2 separate regions of the Pan troglodytes genome follow, and region 1 is linked to region 2. Evidence: chromatin contacts called from public Hi-C data. All regions are on one chromosome and are shown on one strand. Each heading gives the region's core, a stretch centred on a gene start, on an enhancer-like site or on the middle of the called end of the contact. The rest is flanking DNA. Distances are from core to core; before and after follow the strand shown. Region 1 holds the start of GRIN2B (glutamate ionotropic receptor NMDA type subunit 2B). Region 2 overlaps GRIN2B (glutamate ionotropic receptor NMDA type subunit 2B).

Region 1 (2,700 bases), core at 144-2,643, 240 kb after region 2:
CCCAGCCCCATCTGCATTGCTGCTGACATGTCTGTCTCGCTCTCCCCATCGCCTCCAGCAGCAGCGCCGCCTCCCACCCCGGGCTTGGGCTGAATGGGTTCTGATTGTGCACGGGGTGCACACTGGGCATTTCTTGGAAGGGGCACACTGACACGCGCGCACACACGCCCCCGACGCGCACGCGCCCCGCGCGCACTCACACTCACCCCCGCGCACACTCACCCCCGCGCACACTCACGCTGCCGCCGCGCTGAGGTGCAGCGCACGGGGCTTCACCTGCAACGTGTCGATTGGACGGATGGGCTCGGCGCGTGGGTCCGGCCCGGGGCGCCGCTGCCCTGCCCCTCTGCTAGGTGAAGGGATGAAACCCCCCAAAAGACCAGAGACAGCCCTACCCAGTCACAGCACCCCCTCCCCCACAAAAAAAAAAAACCTTTAAAAAAGCCACGTCCAAATTAGCAAGTGCCGGGTTCTGCTGGATTTCAGAGCTTTACCTCATGCCAGATTGGTTCACGATTTCACGGCTTCGACCCTTTATCTGCCTGACACCCCCAAACCCCTACATTCAAAGGAGAGACTCCAAAGCCCATCTTTACGTACCGGCTCCGAGCGCCTCCGCGGTTGCAGTCTGCGGAGAGGGGTGGCCGGTGGCTGGGAATGGAGGGTTTTCCTTTCCTGCAAAGCAGGATTAATGATCCGTCTCGGGGGTTTTGAAGTTCATGACTCTTCTTTGCAGGGCAAAAGGATATGCATTCGGACGCCAGCACTACTGGATGGTGGTGATCAAGAATCACCCTTGACGAGCACTCTCGATAGAGCGAAGCCCCGAGATTTCCTAGAGGTGAAGAAGCCGGAGGAAGTGGTTTTTGAAAGGGGGTGGGGGGAACCTTCCTTTCTCAAAAAGAGGTAGGGGGTGGAGAGGCAGGAGCCCAGATTCCAGTTGGTGAGGATCGGAGCCGGGGGAAGGGAAGCGGGCGGGGGCAGGCTGTGCAAGTCAACCGCGCGGCAGCCGGAGAGGGAGAGCAGGAGGGGAGGAGGGGAGCGTCAGAAAAATGGGTATTAATCACCGGGGACGGGGGGAGGCGCGGGGAACGCAGGTTGCCTGGTCTGGATTTGGGTCTCACACTCAAAAACGTGCCGCGCACACACACACAGACACACACACACACCCTACCTCGCACACCCTGACTCCGGGGGGGAGGAGAAACCCACGAAGCTGGGGAAGATACTGCTTCTGCTCCCAGGGGCGGGTGTGAGCGCGCGTGTCCTCTTTCTGCACACCCCCCACCCCACCCCACCCCCAAGCCCCTGCACCCCCTCACTCCTCTTGCTAAGACTCTGGCGGAGGCAGCTTCCCACGTCATGTGCTGGGGAAGTGGGGTGGGAAGGGGGATGGAAGGGGGACGGAAGGGGGAAGAAGCTTAGCCCGAGTCCGTGGCGCCTCCTCCCGGCCGCAGCGGGGAACAGCACCGACGGAGAGCGGCTGAGGGACGAGGGGAGCTAGACAGTGCCCCCCGTGGGCGGCCCGCGGGCTGCGGAAAGCATCTCCAAGGCGGAGCTGTAGTTCGAAATTGAAGACCCTTGCCGTATTTTCCATAAATCAGCCTGTGCTTCCTACGAGCATTCTGTGTGTCGGACGCAGTCTGGGACCGGGTTCTTTCTTGCCTTCAAGGAGCTTAAGATCTATCTGAGCACACGAGGCTGACGCCTAACACAATAGAAAACAAAGCAAAGCAGGTGTCATTCGTGGCTAAATTGTATAGTATAGACCATACGCGTGCTTTTCTGGCTGCTAGTGAAGGCGTGAGGAGTTTGACATTTTTTATTAAAGTGGATCCTGTTATTTAAATGCCTTGAGAAGAGAAGATGGTGAGGCCCGTGAATAATCCCTAAAGGAAACTGGATTTCCTGGCATTTACAAACCCACCCTCTTTGAAAAGGCAAACATCCATTCATTTCTCTTCCTATTGAACTCTTTTATATTTTAATAGCCCTTATCACCACCTGTAGTATTGTTTACTTTTAACATTAATATTATTCTATATGCATCATTTTCATTCTCATCCATTGTCTTTTCAAATATCTAGAATACTACAGTGGTGGAACATTTTCATATTGGTTATATCATGGGCTTCTCACCAGCATTCCTGAGAAGCGGCCATACAAACGCACAGGAGAGAAGGCTGTGTGAGTGGATATACCTAGTGGCTTGGAACTTTAGTCTGTAGAAGCCATCAGATATGTTTTTGCTGTCCTGTAGACCAGACTACTCATACTTCTGAGCTACAGTAATTCTTCTGTTTCCTGGTTTTTCTCAGGCTTAATTTTTGAATCTAACATATTTAACACACACGAACACATAAGCATTGTGTGAAAACACAAATAGAGTGTGTTCACATGCAAATTATTCCTTCTCAGTAATGGTTTTCTATTTTTCTGAGAGTTAGAACTGATCTTTCACTACTTTGGGGAAGTGTCGAAGCACCCCAGAGTTGCTGTGCCCTCTTGATACACAACAGCCAATCCAAGCCCCTCTAATAATTTGTCTCCAGGGTTTTGAAGTTCACCTGCCTATGGGCAGGTTTGCAGTTGTTAGAACGCCGATTCCAAGAGGAGTATAGAATGCAGAAAGCAAGAACCTAATAGAGATTTCCTGAAACACTCTTCCCTGAATTTTCCAGGAAAATTACCGTTACCTGG
Region 2 (2,700 bases), core at 200-2,699:
GTCTGTATACAGTTTCTTAAAGCCTCTCAGGAAATTTTAACATGCAGTCATGACTGAGAAGCACTGACACAAGGAACTCAAAACACAGGAAACTGAAAACATGGTGAAGACAGCACGGGAGGAAGTCAGCACGTCAATACATCCCTGAGGCTGTTGAGTCAGTATCAGTTGATACACTTTAGAAGACTCTTGTATCTGAAAAAGAAAAATGTGGCTGGGTGTGGTGGCTCAGGCCTGTAATCCCAGCACTTTGGGAGGCCAAGACAGGCACATCACCTGAGGTCAGGAGTTCGAGACCAGCCTAACCAACATGGAAAAACCCTGTCTCTACTAAAAATACAAAATTAGTCGGGCATGGTGGTGCATGCTACCCAGCTACTTGGGAGGCTGAGGCAGGAGAATCGCTGAACCTAGGAGGCGGAGGTTGTGGTGAGCTGAGATTGCACCATTGCACTCCAGCCTGGGCAACAAGAGTGAGACTCCGTCTCAAAAAAAAAAAAAAAAAAAAAGAAGAAAAGAAAAAAAAAAGCTAACTTCTGATGATCCTAACCAACCTATTTTACTGGGATTACTTTATTCATCATTACTGCCTCTACCACATAGCTTCCCTGCCACTGCTCTCTACTGTTCACCAAATGTTTGGGGAATGCAGGTCTCTCCTGGCCAGTGAGATGGTGAACACCTGGGCTGTTCCCCACAGTTCTGAGCACTCAGTAGGTACTCCCTGGTGTAATACTTGTGGCTGATGAGAAAGATTCTGAAAAAAAATAGCTGATTGCATGGAGAATGGTTCTAAACACACAAGTGTTCAACTTGGCTAAGGTGGTTAATTTTGGAACTGGGCTGAATGTTCGGGGAAGGAAGCGCATCCCTAAGGATTGAGCCACTAGAGGCCGCTCTGAGCCAGATTCTCACTAAATCATGCTATGAAGAGGAATCACATCAAAGGGAAAAGGAACGCTGCTGAGTAGCACCGGGAGTCATGGCAACACCATGGTTCCTATTTTTAAACTTAGTGAGTGAGCCCACAAAGTGCGGGTGTATGCACGTGGGGGAAGGGGACTCTGGTCTATTTCCAAAGAATATTCTTTCACGAAGTTTTGAGTTTGCAGGTGGCCAATAAACTGAGACAATGAGATTAGAGAATCAAACTAGAATCAGCTATATTGGAATGGTTCCTTTCTCCTGAACTCCACTCTCTTAGTCTCTATCAGAAAGGATCCTCCATGGCCTTGGATCAGAGGTACCAGGAAATTCGTGATGGTTTTCACTAACATTCTGAAATTCTTCGTTCCTGAAGCTCATTCTGCTAGTCTTTTAGGCAATTCACTTTATATTTCAAGAAAAATAAGTCTAAACAGCAAACTAAAAGCATCTGTGCACACTCCACTCCTTGTGAAGACACTCAGATGAATGCTATGTATTGTCTGTATTCCCGGCATCCGGCACAGGGTTCAGTACATACAGAATACGGGGTCCACATTCCTACTGGATGTGTCACTCAGTGAATTAAGAGTGAATGTAATTTTGCAAAGTGCAGAAAAGTGGGCCCCACATGTCCCATTTCTTTCATTTCTAATAGCATTTTCTTTTTTTTTTTTTTTAACTTTTCTCCAATCTCCAGCTGAATACAAGGCTTAAACAAATCCAAACTTATCTGACCTGTCAAAAATGAATAGTGGTACTGGAGGACATTTGTAAATCATGGCAGAGGCCAAGGTCTTGTTTTGTTCTATTGCATGTCCCTGACAGTATTTTCAATGCATCTGTAATCTCCCTGAACCTTGGCAGGTTGTAGACCAGAAAGTCTCCACCCGCTTCAGTTCCAAGGATTTTTCAGGTATGCAAAGACTACAAGTTGTTGTTTTTTCCTCTATGGGTTAAAGGATTTGGGAATAGGATAAGAAAAAATAATCCTCCTTCCCATTAGGAAAAGGGAGGTATCAGCAAGATCAGAGCAAGACCAGCAAGTAGAGATGGGCACACTTCAGGACAGAGAGTGAGATGAGCAGGTTCAGTGTAGGAAGTCTTTACCATGTGTGTCCTGGATGCCACTCCCAGGCTGATTCTGGATTTATCATGGTCTAGTCTTTAGGGCAAGAAATAGCAGAGAATCCAAGAAAGTAAACTATTTTTTTATTTTATTTTATTTTATTTTATTTTATTTTATTTTATTTTATTGCGATGGAGTCTCACTCTGTGAGTGCAGTGGTGTGATCTCGGCTCACTGCAACTCCACCTCCCGGGTTCAAGCAATTCTCTGCCTCAGCCTCCCAAGTAGCTGGGATTACAGGCATCCGCCACCACGCCCGGCTAATTTTTTTTGTATTTTTAGTAGAGACAGGGTTTCACTATCTTGCCCAGGCTGGTCTTGAACTCCTGACCTCATGATCCACCCACCTTGGCCTCCCAAAGTGCTGGGATTACAGGCGTGAGCCACCGCGCCCAGCCAGGAAACTCTTTATTACCAAACCACCCTGTCCCACAGGTTAATGATATGTTTATATACATGTGAGTCATGCCTAATTCACTCAACCTCTTTAGCAAAGGACATAGAAAGATGAACAACCTGGGGCAAAGTACGCCTGGAATTCATAAAAATTTGAGTTTGAAACACAAAGTAAGCAAAAGTCTTAATCTTTCTGGATCTCAGGGGGTTTGGGGTTTTTTGTTGTTGCTTTTGTTTTATTTTTTTGAGAC

Evidence for each region. Hi-C and Micro-C count contacts between places; a contact is called where the count stands out from the background.
Region 1: a Hi-C map of stem cell-derived neural progenitor cells shows a contact between it and region 2, with 10 times the contacts expected there. The contact joins the promoter of GRIN2B here to the enhancer-like site in region 2. A contact is called at or near these places in 1 of 7 Hi-C or Micro-C datasets (stem cell-derived neural progenitor cells) and 1 of 1 datasets of contacts at active chromatin or transcription factors (stem cell-derived excitatory neurons).

Annotation. Positions count from the first base shown.
Region 1 is chr10:21,124,736-21,127,435 of NHGRI_mPanTro3-v2.0_pri, forward strand. GRIN2B (glutamate ionotropic receptor NMDA type subunit 2B) reads right to left here and starts at 1,394. Exons shown (of 15, transcript XM_016922999.4): 1 at 1,175-1,394; 2 at 601-835.
Region 2 is chr10:20,882,747-20,885,446 of NHGRI_mPanTro3-v2.0_pri, forward strand. All of the region lies in intron 5 of GRIN2B (glutamate ionotropic receptor NMDA type subunit 2B), which reads right to left. Among named protein-coding and RNA genes, the nearest start is that of GRIN2B, 240 kb to the right of the region's middle. Within about 2 kb of position 1,450, at least 3 of the 24 cell types and tissues checked have an H3K27ac peak or open chromatin away from gene starts, as enhancers often do. A contact at or near this core is called in stem cell-derived neural progenitor cells, where this site is marked.